2 separate regions of the Anser cygnoides genome follow, and region 1 is linked to region 2. The links are chromatin contacts, called in public Hi-C maps. All regions are on one chromosome and are shown on one strand. Each heading gives the region's core, a stretch centred on a gene start, on an enhancer-like site or on the middle of the called end of the contact. The rest is flanking DNA. Distances are from core to core; before and after follow the strand shown. Region 1 overlaps ATOSB (atos homolog B). Region 2 holds the start of VCP (valosin containing protein).

Region 1 (4,262 bases), core at 317-2,816, 51 kb after region 2:
TCTTATCCTGTTCCTGGGCACTTCCCAGGAGAGCCAGGCTCCGGCTTCTCTCCAAAGCCACACCAGGCAGCTGCCGACAGCGGTGACACCCCTTTCCCTCTCCCATGCTGCACAGACCTGCTGCTCTGACTGCTCCTCTCCTGTCCTCCAGCCCCTCATCACCTCCACGGCCTCATCTTCGCTCACCCCAACCTGCCTGGAGCCCAAAACCTCCCAGGCAGGAGGAAGCCCTGCAGGAGGAATGGGGCAAAAGGTTAATCTGCAGAGACTGAGCTCAAGGGGCTGAGAAGCTGGCCAGCAGGAGGGAGCTGTCACCCGTGGCAGGGAGGCACACCACCACCTCCTGCCCCAGATGGAGCCTCCTGCAAGCAGGCACAACTCAGCAGCCTGCCTGCCCTTCCCTTCCCCTCCTCACCTCCAGCAGGCTCAGCAGGTGATGGACACGACACAGGGCCAGGGCTCCTGGGTGTCTCTGGAGGATGCTGGCGCCTGTTGATCTCCATCCCTCCCAGCCAAGGGTAAAACCAGGCAGGACAGGAGGTACCTGGAGCCAGCTGCAAGCCTGTAAGACCTTAGGGATGTTGAAACAAGAGGCTCCCCCAAACACAGACCAGCGGGGGGTATTTTCCCTTCAAATATTTGATCCGTGTCTCTGGTTGTCAGAGATACCGAGTACCTATTTCAGCACCTGCTGCAAAATACCTAGGTGGGAATCCCAAATGCCTGCTCCAGGAAGCTTAGCCCTAAATACACAGTGATTTGCTTTCACTGCTGGCCCTACTTCCATCGTTCCAATGGGGAACCTGCCCTCAGCCGTGACGAGCAGGACCACCAGGAGTCAAACTCAGCAGAGACCAGCTGGGCTAAATAGAAATTAAACAGCCCAGAGCTGGAGAAGGTGAGCAGCCATCCACGACCCCCCGAGGACACCCCCCAGGGTCTGCAGCAGTGCCAGAGGGGCACAGATCCCGCAGGGGATTTCTGCAGCTGTGGCCCAGATCTGCACAGCATCCTCCCCAGCCCGGCTCTTCCCCCTGGCTTAGCACAGACCTACTTCTTAGCCCTCTCTGCCCCAGCAGGGACCGTTCCTTTTTCCATCCTGCCTCTCCCGTTCTCTTAGTGTGGAGGGGAAGGTTACTGGGCAGGATCCGGCCAGGACAGAGACCTGCTCAGGTTGCCCAAGGCAGCTGCACGCCCCACTGCCTCCCAGGACAAGGATTCACCCTGCTCACCAGAGGCTGGGATGCCCTGACATCGCCTTGCTCCCCTGCAGTGCTCGTCTCCGGTCCTTCTGGCAGTGCCTCCAAGGACACGGACACGTACTGGCAGTGAGACATGAGCAGGGACCCGGTGCAGTGCTCACCCAGGCCCAGTGCAGCACACGGCCGAGCTGAATCCTCCCCCGCCTCCACCGCTCTGCTTCCAGAGCCCTGAGGCTCCCCCAGCTCCTGGGGGTACCTGGCACGGGCTGCCAGACCTTTGGGCTCCCCGACAGCCCTGGGACAGCACCTGCCTTCTGCTTCCCGCTGACTCACTCCCCTCTGACTCACCCCCTCCTCCTGCCTGACTCACCCATTTTACCACAGCCGGCTGCGGGCGTCAGGGCAATGCCACAAGCTCCGTGAGGCAGCAAACAGGGCAGGGGAAGCGGTGCCAAACCCCCCTCCTCCCGCAGCGCTGGCTCGAGGCCACGTTGGGGTGGCGGGGCCAGCCAGGAGTGGGAGCGCTGCCATGCGCGAGCACGGCCGAGATAAGGAGCGAGGAGGCTGGGGGTGGGTTTCCTCCGGGCTCCGAGGCTGCCTTCCAGGAAAACCTGGTGGTTTTATCAGCCCTCTGGCAGCCTGACCCCACCTCTGGCTGCTGGAGGGACACCCGGCGGACCTGCCTTGGGCACAGCCCGATGTGTGTGCTCCCGTGCTGCACCTCTTCCCAGTTTGGCTCTGCGGGGCGGAGAGCTTCCTTGGCTGACCTCAGGCTCTGGAAGGGACCGAAGCAGCCAGAGGTGACAAAAGGCAGATCGCCCATCACTGCTCCTGCTGGGGAGCAGCTCTGCAGAGCAGAGCACATCCATCAAGGAGCGTGCGAGAGAGAGCAGGCACGCAGGGAAGACACGGATCCGTGCACACGCCTGGGCTGCGGAGCCGTGCCTCTCCCTGCTGCAGCCTCATGGATCCATCTCCCACTGAGAAAATCTGCCTTCTCAGGGCAAAGAGAACCAAGACAAGCCCCACGGCTTCTCCTGCAGGCTCCCATCAGGATGCTTTGCTCCCCAGGGTGCCCCCAGGGGCAGCAGTGTGGGAGATGCGCAGTGCTCACCGTGTGCTATCAGCACGGCCAAAGGCACAGCCAACACCGCGGTCACGGTGCCACCAAGGTCACAGCACCGGGTAAGCACCTGAACAAACCAGCAGCCACCAGCAGGACAGGCCCAGCAATTTAAACGCATGTGCTGAAAGCAGGCTCTGAAAAGAAGGGCTTCCTGATAAGCCCTGGGGAGGCTAGGAGAGCACAGAAAACCTACACGAGCTTTTAAACAAGAACGTGCCCTACATGCAGGGGCACTGCTTCGATCTGAGACTGATGGTAACAGTGTCCTGATGGCGCCCCATTTGTGAGTAACAGAGGTGTAACACCACAGCACCCTTCAGCCAGGCTGGGGAGAGGATCAGAGGGGAAGCAGCCACGCTGCTCTCAGTTTTGACATCCCTCCCACGCCAAGGGATCCCTTTTAACTCTCTTGTGCCCCCCCTTATGCAGCCCACGTGGCTAAAGAGTGACAGAGCATCCCTTCAAAGTACAGTGACAGTGACCTTACTGCCTTGAAACAGTGCACATCAGGGCAGCAAGCTGGGAACTGTCAGCAGAGAGATTTATTCACCCACCTTTAAGTCAGTGGCATGGTTCTGCTGCTCAGGTGACGTCAGGGCAGCGTGAGAAGTGAGGATTTGGGGCAACGACAGAGGGAGAAGTTCAGGCTTTCTGAATGCAGATGCTAAGCAGCGAGAAGTACGTGAAGTTGATGCTTCTGCTGAAACGGTTCCTGTTAACAAGGGCAGGCACACAGATTGCTAGTCTGACAATGAGTCATCTACCAAGGTCAACAGAGGACATTTACCATCTCCAGGAGCCCCAAACCAAGCCTTTCATTTCTGGGTTCCCCTTCCCACAGTGGCTCTGTACTCCCCACATCTCCCTTCACAGTGACTGAAAAAAACAGAGGAGCCACAAGGCTGCTAACTTAGCTGGTGGCTGCAGCGACCCAGCCAGAGTAGCCAGCATGAGGACAGAGGCTGTAACAGAGCCGGTTCCCCTCCCAGCATCTCCTCTTGCCGGGACTCAGGGAGATGAAATAGCTGGAGCTGGCACCCAGCACTCATGGAGCATTCCCTGGGACCACTTTCCATCTCCTAGACAGAGCCCAGTGAAGCATCAGCCCTTTGTTCCAAAAATCACATCCAAGGTCATCCGATCCAATGTAAGGACCAGATGTGGAATTTCTTTAAATAAAAGCTTAGATTAGGGAGCGTACCCGTGGCGAGGGATGGAGTTGAATGGCCAAGCGCCTGCTAACCCAGCCTGCAAGTTTTAAGGACAAAGCTTCCTTTTCTGGTCAGTAACACAAATCCGAGTTTGCTAAAATTGGAAAGCCCACCGTGTGGCTTGCAGCTGGCGCTCACCCTTCCTGCAAGCTGCAAACCCCTATTGTCTTGGCAGCCCCGACCAAACCTCCCTGTGCAAGGGGATGCTCTTGTTGACTCAGCACATCCTGCAGCCCTCCGTACACATCCTGGGTGGGCTGGCTCGCACCGGCCGAGGCTCGGGATGGAAACAAGCTGTGCTCTCTTCCCACCTTGCTGTGGGAAGGGAAGTGGAGGTTTCTGCCATCCATCCCTTCCCTTGCTTCTTCTGCTGGTCCCTCTGCTGCTGTGCCCCACAGGGCACCCAGCGCAGATGACGCTAAGCAGGGAGGCCAGGATAGGAAAGCAACCAGGCTTAGGCTTTCCTGCTGAACTACACGTGCAAAAATCCACTTTTAGCCTGGGCAGGCATATAAAAGCCTTCTGACAAAGCAAAACATGCCTGCAGGCTCCCTTCTGCATTTTGGAGAGGGCCTCCCTCGCAGGCATTGCCTTGCACCCTCTGCTCACCCTGCAGCACTCACCGGCGCAGAGCAGGAGGGAGCAGCCCCAGCACTGGCTGCACGGGTGATGCCACAAATCCAGCTGCTATGTGCGGGGCAGCTGCAAGTGCCCCCTTGCCCC
Region 2 (4,459 bases), core at 924-3,423:
AAAGCTCCCCAATGAGTTTTCTGTCAGAAATTGCAGCTTCTTCAGATCATCTGCCCAACTCATCCCTTGTATCAGCTCCCTCACACACTTTCCTCCTCCCTCACTTCTTTCACTGACTCAACAAAGAGACAAACTGAACACAAAACATAGCTTTAGAGCTGCTTGGGGATTAAAAGGAAATTATTAAAAGCTTGCCCCTAGACAGAGGGCAGGAGTGAGGACATAATCCCCTGCACAGCTAATGGGCAAACTTGTACATAAAGCAGGAGACATCAGTAAAATTGAAGCAAACAGGTACTAGCCCTGAAGCCCCCAAAAATGGGTTCCCAAGTCTCATCCTTAGCCGCCCTTTCTTTCAGCGAAGCAGCCCAACAGACCCATTTTACACTGGGAAGGGGAGGGAGCCACTCTAACAACTTTTAACACTTCTATGTTTTTCTTTGTCAGAGCACCCCTTGTTCAGCACACAGTAACGCCCAAAGGCTAAGCGTTAGGGCAGACTATAAGAAGAGAGAGCAGAAGATAATTACTGACAAGCAATTTTTCTGAAAACAAGCACTAATCTCCAAAAATCCCCATGAACTAGGGAACTAAGATGTTCCTGCAAGTCTGCGGTAAATATATAGTGGAAAAGTCCCTGACTCAAAACGATTCCAGCTTCAGCAATGAAAGTGAAAACAATCACGCCTTCTGGAGGCTGGTGGGCCTTTTAAATCAATGTCCTCATGAACCCTCTTTTGAGACAAACCTGGAAGTAGTTTCTTACGATCCTGACCCTCAACATTCATGTTATGGACTGAACTGCCTTCCCCAGGTCGGCATTATAAATCCATAACGCATTTTATCCATTAAAGCAAACGACTGATGCTCCTGGTGACTGCAGCCACATACAGGGCAACCAACCAGTGAGTTCATCCCCGTGCCTGAGATGCCAAGTTCTCAAATGCTATGCCAGGCTGGTAGGCACATGAAAACGAGAACCTCTTCAGAAACCACGCTCTGGTGGCTCTTGCGGTGCTGAAGCTCAGCTCAGCAAGATGGTTGCCAACAGCACTGAGCCCAAAATTGCAGCCAAGATGCAACTCTTGTTGCAGAGTAACTTCTGCTGATTCCTACGCGGTGGTGATAACTTTGTGAAAGTGTACGTTTCTTTTAAAGGCAGTGTTCACCTCAGCCAGCTGCAAAATGGGGCTTTTGGCCTATTGCTTCTAGCTCTGCTACGGTCACCGGATTCCCGGCACACCTTGGTAGGACCAAGCGGGTCTGAATTCCGGGAGTTGCAAAGGAAAAGGACAACGAAAACACCGGGCACTAAGGGGACGAGGAGTGCCTCCGGGAGGGCGAGCAGGTCACCGAGGCGTTCCTGGATTTGGGAAATTCTCTTCAGTGCTATTTTTAACACCCCTCGGCGCCCAACGCACGTGGGACGGCAGCGGGCTGAACACCGCCGCTCGGCTCCGTGCTGAGGAGCCTGAAAGCCGATCCGGGGCCTGGAAGCGAGGCCAGGCCGAGGGGGCAGGAACCGCCACAGCACGGGGGGGGGACTCGACCACAACATGTCCGCCTCCACAGCGCCGGGCCGGGGTGGGGGGGGCAAAAACCGGGCCGGGGCCGGGCCGGGTCGAGGCGGGGAGGCCTCGGGGCTGGGGGGAGGCATCGTGAGGGAGGCCCCGGCCTCGCCTGCCCTCACCCCCCGTCAGTGACTCGACGCTGGGGGGGGGGAGAGGGGTTGGGAGGCGCGCACGGGGGCCCCCTGCGGGCACGCGCCCTGGCCGGGAGCGCGCACGGCCGGGAGCGCGCTCGGGGAGCGGCCCCTCCCCACCCGCCCAGCCCCGCCTCCCCGGGGCCTGCATGACACAGCGGGATCGGGCAGCGGGGGCCCCGCCGCCGGGCCCCTCCGGCCGGGCACGGCGCCATCGCCGAGCCTCTGAGGGGAAGGAGGAGGAGGAAGGGGGGGGGGAGGAAGGCGGAGGCCGGGCCTCGCGCCTCATGGCTAGGCCGCGGCCCGCACTTACTCGGATCCCGAGGCCATGGCGCTGAGGGGGAAGGGCCGAGGGGCTCCTCGGAGCGGGGCGGCGGAGGAAGGAGGCTGCCGGGGCGGGCGGCGGGCGGGCGGGCGGCGGCAGGCGGCGGCTCTCGGGGTGCTCGGCGCTGCCTCGGCCTCAGAGCCGACTCATCGGAAGGGGGAGCTCCGCCCCGCGCCGCCTCGCCTGCCTAGCAACAGCGCGCGCTGGCCAATCGGAAATTCCGACCGGCGGAGGCTCAGCCAATGGGAAAAAGGAGAGGGGAAAAAAAAAAGGGAGCTCTCCTTCTCTGCCCCGCCCCTCTCCTTTTTCCCCTCCCAATCGGCGCGAGCCAAGCGCGACGGCCGACAGCCAATCGTAGTGCCTCCACTGTCATGGCTGATCTACCTGGCAACGCGAGCCGGGCAGCCAATGGCAAAAATAGGAAAATGGAGGGGGAAGGCCCGCCGCGCCAGCGACCAATAGGAGGCGCGGGAGGCGGGTGACTGACAGCTCGGGCATAGGCACTGGTGCGCTGAGCGCACCCGGGCTCAGCATGGCCGCAGCCCTCCGCCTGGCACCAGGGCAAGTTTTGGGAAGTTTCCCCTGTTTTAAGGTTTTTTCTTTTTTGGGGGGCTCTGTGGATGGTGAACTCCCTCCAGTTACCTCAGAGAACACCAGGCACTGCTGACGCTTGCTCCCGGCCAGCCACTCCCTTGTTTTCCTGTAGGTGCTTATGAATAAATTAATAAATAAATTAATTACCTGTGCTCTTGTACTTAATTCTGCCCTGCCCTCCTTTGTTTTTAGGGCTGAAGTAAGGGGGGAGTGAAGCAGAGCAACCACAGGGCCTGTCTGCCACCAGACTCCCCGCTCTGAGCGCAGAGGAGTAGGACCCCACTGAATTTAACCTCTTCCAGGAGCGCAGTTTCACCCTGCGGCCTATTTGGGTCAAGGCCAAATTCTTGCCTCATCAGCACCGACCTAGTTAGCGAGGTGATACAGTCAGGGCCTCGTCGTGTTGGACACTGAAGAGTTGTTTTCAACCCTTTCTTTAGGCTTGTGGAAGACAAGGCTCACCCAACGCTGGGACAGCACGGGTAGGGAACCTTCCCGAGCCCAAAATGTCCCTGGAGCGGGGAGTGATGGTGATGAGCTGATGCCAGCTTCAAAGGAACAAGGGTATCTCCACCCCGATCTCCCGGGGCATAGCCCACGGCAGCAGCAAGCCCATGATCTTCATTGCAAATGTTCACTCTGAATTGCCAGAGGAGAGGGCACAGGAAAAAAAAAAGACTTACATAAATTGAATAGATCTGAGGCTTTTATTAGAAAAGGGAATCTGTTCTGTTTCTGTCTTTTGGGAAATCCAGCTTCACCCAAGAGCAGTTTTGAGTCCTGAAAGAGTCCCAATGTCATCCTGGTGCAGGGAGGCTCCAGGGCATGTGATGAGGACACTGGCTGGGTTAGCTAAAGGGATCCTGGCTCATGGTCCTGAGGTAATCCTGTATGCTTCTAGCAAGAGATTCCCTCTGCGGGAAGGCTGCCTGCTTCACACATGAAACCAGGTACAAGGGGAAGGGCCTGAAAAAGAAGGGTGTTGCAGCAACAAGGTCTGTGGTATTCCCCTGTTCCTACTAGGAAATTCACCCCTCCTGAGGAAGACAAGGGGGGAGCTCCCCTGACACATTCAAGCTGCAGCTGAAGGCCAGCAGGTGCACTGAGATAAACCGCCCCCAGTTTAAAGCACAGGCTGCACTGCTGGAGCTCTCATCTGCAGCTGTTTGACATCCCAAATGCCCCACAACGCACCTTCCCTGCCCTTCCTGCTGCCCATCTTCCCCCGTGGGCCTCTCCAAGTGCTTCTGCCAGTGAGCAGCAGCCTCCTGCTTTCGGTTCAGCTTCCACAGGGCTTGCACCAGATAAGAGGCAGCAGCTGGGTCACCTGCAAGACACGTCAGAGGAGGAGAGGTGGTGTAATGGGGGAGGACTTTCCCAGATGCATCACAGGCTCTAATCAGCCCCTGGGCTGGCAGCCAGGACAGAAGCCAAGGCAGATGATGTCAGCCCTGCAGTACAGCCTGCCACTCCTCTGCTTGGGCTGGGGTTCTCTCTGCAAGCAGGTCTGCAGCCCCAGTGCGAGGCTCCGGGAGGGAACCTCGGTCAGGGCTGGGAGCAGCAGACGTGGCAGACGCCGCTGAAGCTCACATCCCTACGGTTTTTCAGCACCGCTGGAGCACTGAGCAGAAGGGGCTGGTCCGGGTGCCCATGGGTCACCCCTGCAAGCAGCACATGCTATGCCTCCCCAAAAAAAGCCTCTCACCTGGCGAGACCTGCAAGCCGTACTGGAAATCCAGCAAGGCCTCCTTGTGCTTCCCCAGCTCCAGGAACTGCGTACCTCGCCCAATGAGGGAAAGCAACCTGATCTTCTGGAGAACCTCCACTTCTGCCAGGAG

What was found. Hi-C and Micro-C count contacts between places; a contact is called where the count stands out from the background.
Region 1: a Hi-C map of blood shows a contact between it and region 2, with 4 times the contacts expected there. The contact joins the enhancer-like site here to the promoter of VCP in region 2. A contact is called at or near these places in 2 of 7 Hi-C or Micro-C datasets (blood and liver).

Annotation. Positions count from the first base shown.
Region 1 is chrZ:63,922,490-63,926,751 of Taihu_goose_T2T_genome, forward strand. The region is part of intron 2 of ATOSB (atos homolog B); the gene reads right to left. Among named protein-coding and RNA genes, the nearest start is that of ATOSB, 18 kb to the right of the region's middle. Within about 2 kb of position 1,567, at least 3 of the 3 cell types and tissues checked have open chromatin away from gene starts, as enhancers often do. A contact at or near this core is called in liver, where this site is marked.
Region 2 is chrZ:63,871,004-63,875,462 of Taihu_goose_T2T_genome, forward strand. VCP (valosin containing protein) reads right to left here and starts at 2,174. Exons shown (of 17, transcript XM_066988708.1): 1 at 2,016-2,174. The coding sequence starts at 2,032. It overlaps FANCG (FA complementation group G), which reads right to left. Exons shown (of 13, transcript XM_048053955.2): 11 at 4,327-4,459; 12 at 3,816-3,948; 13 at 3,306-3,587. The coding sequence ends at 3,470.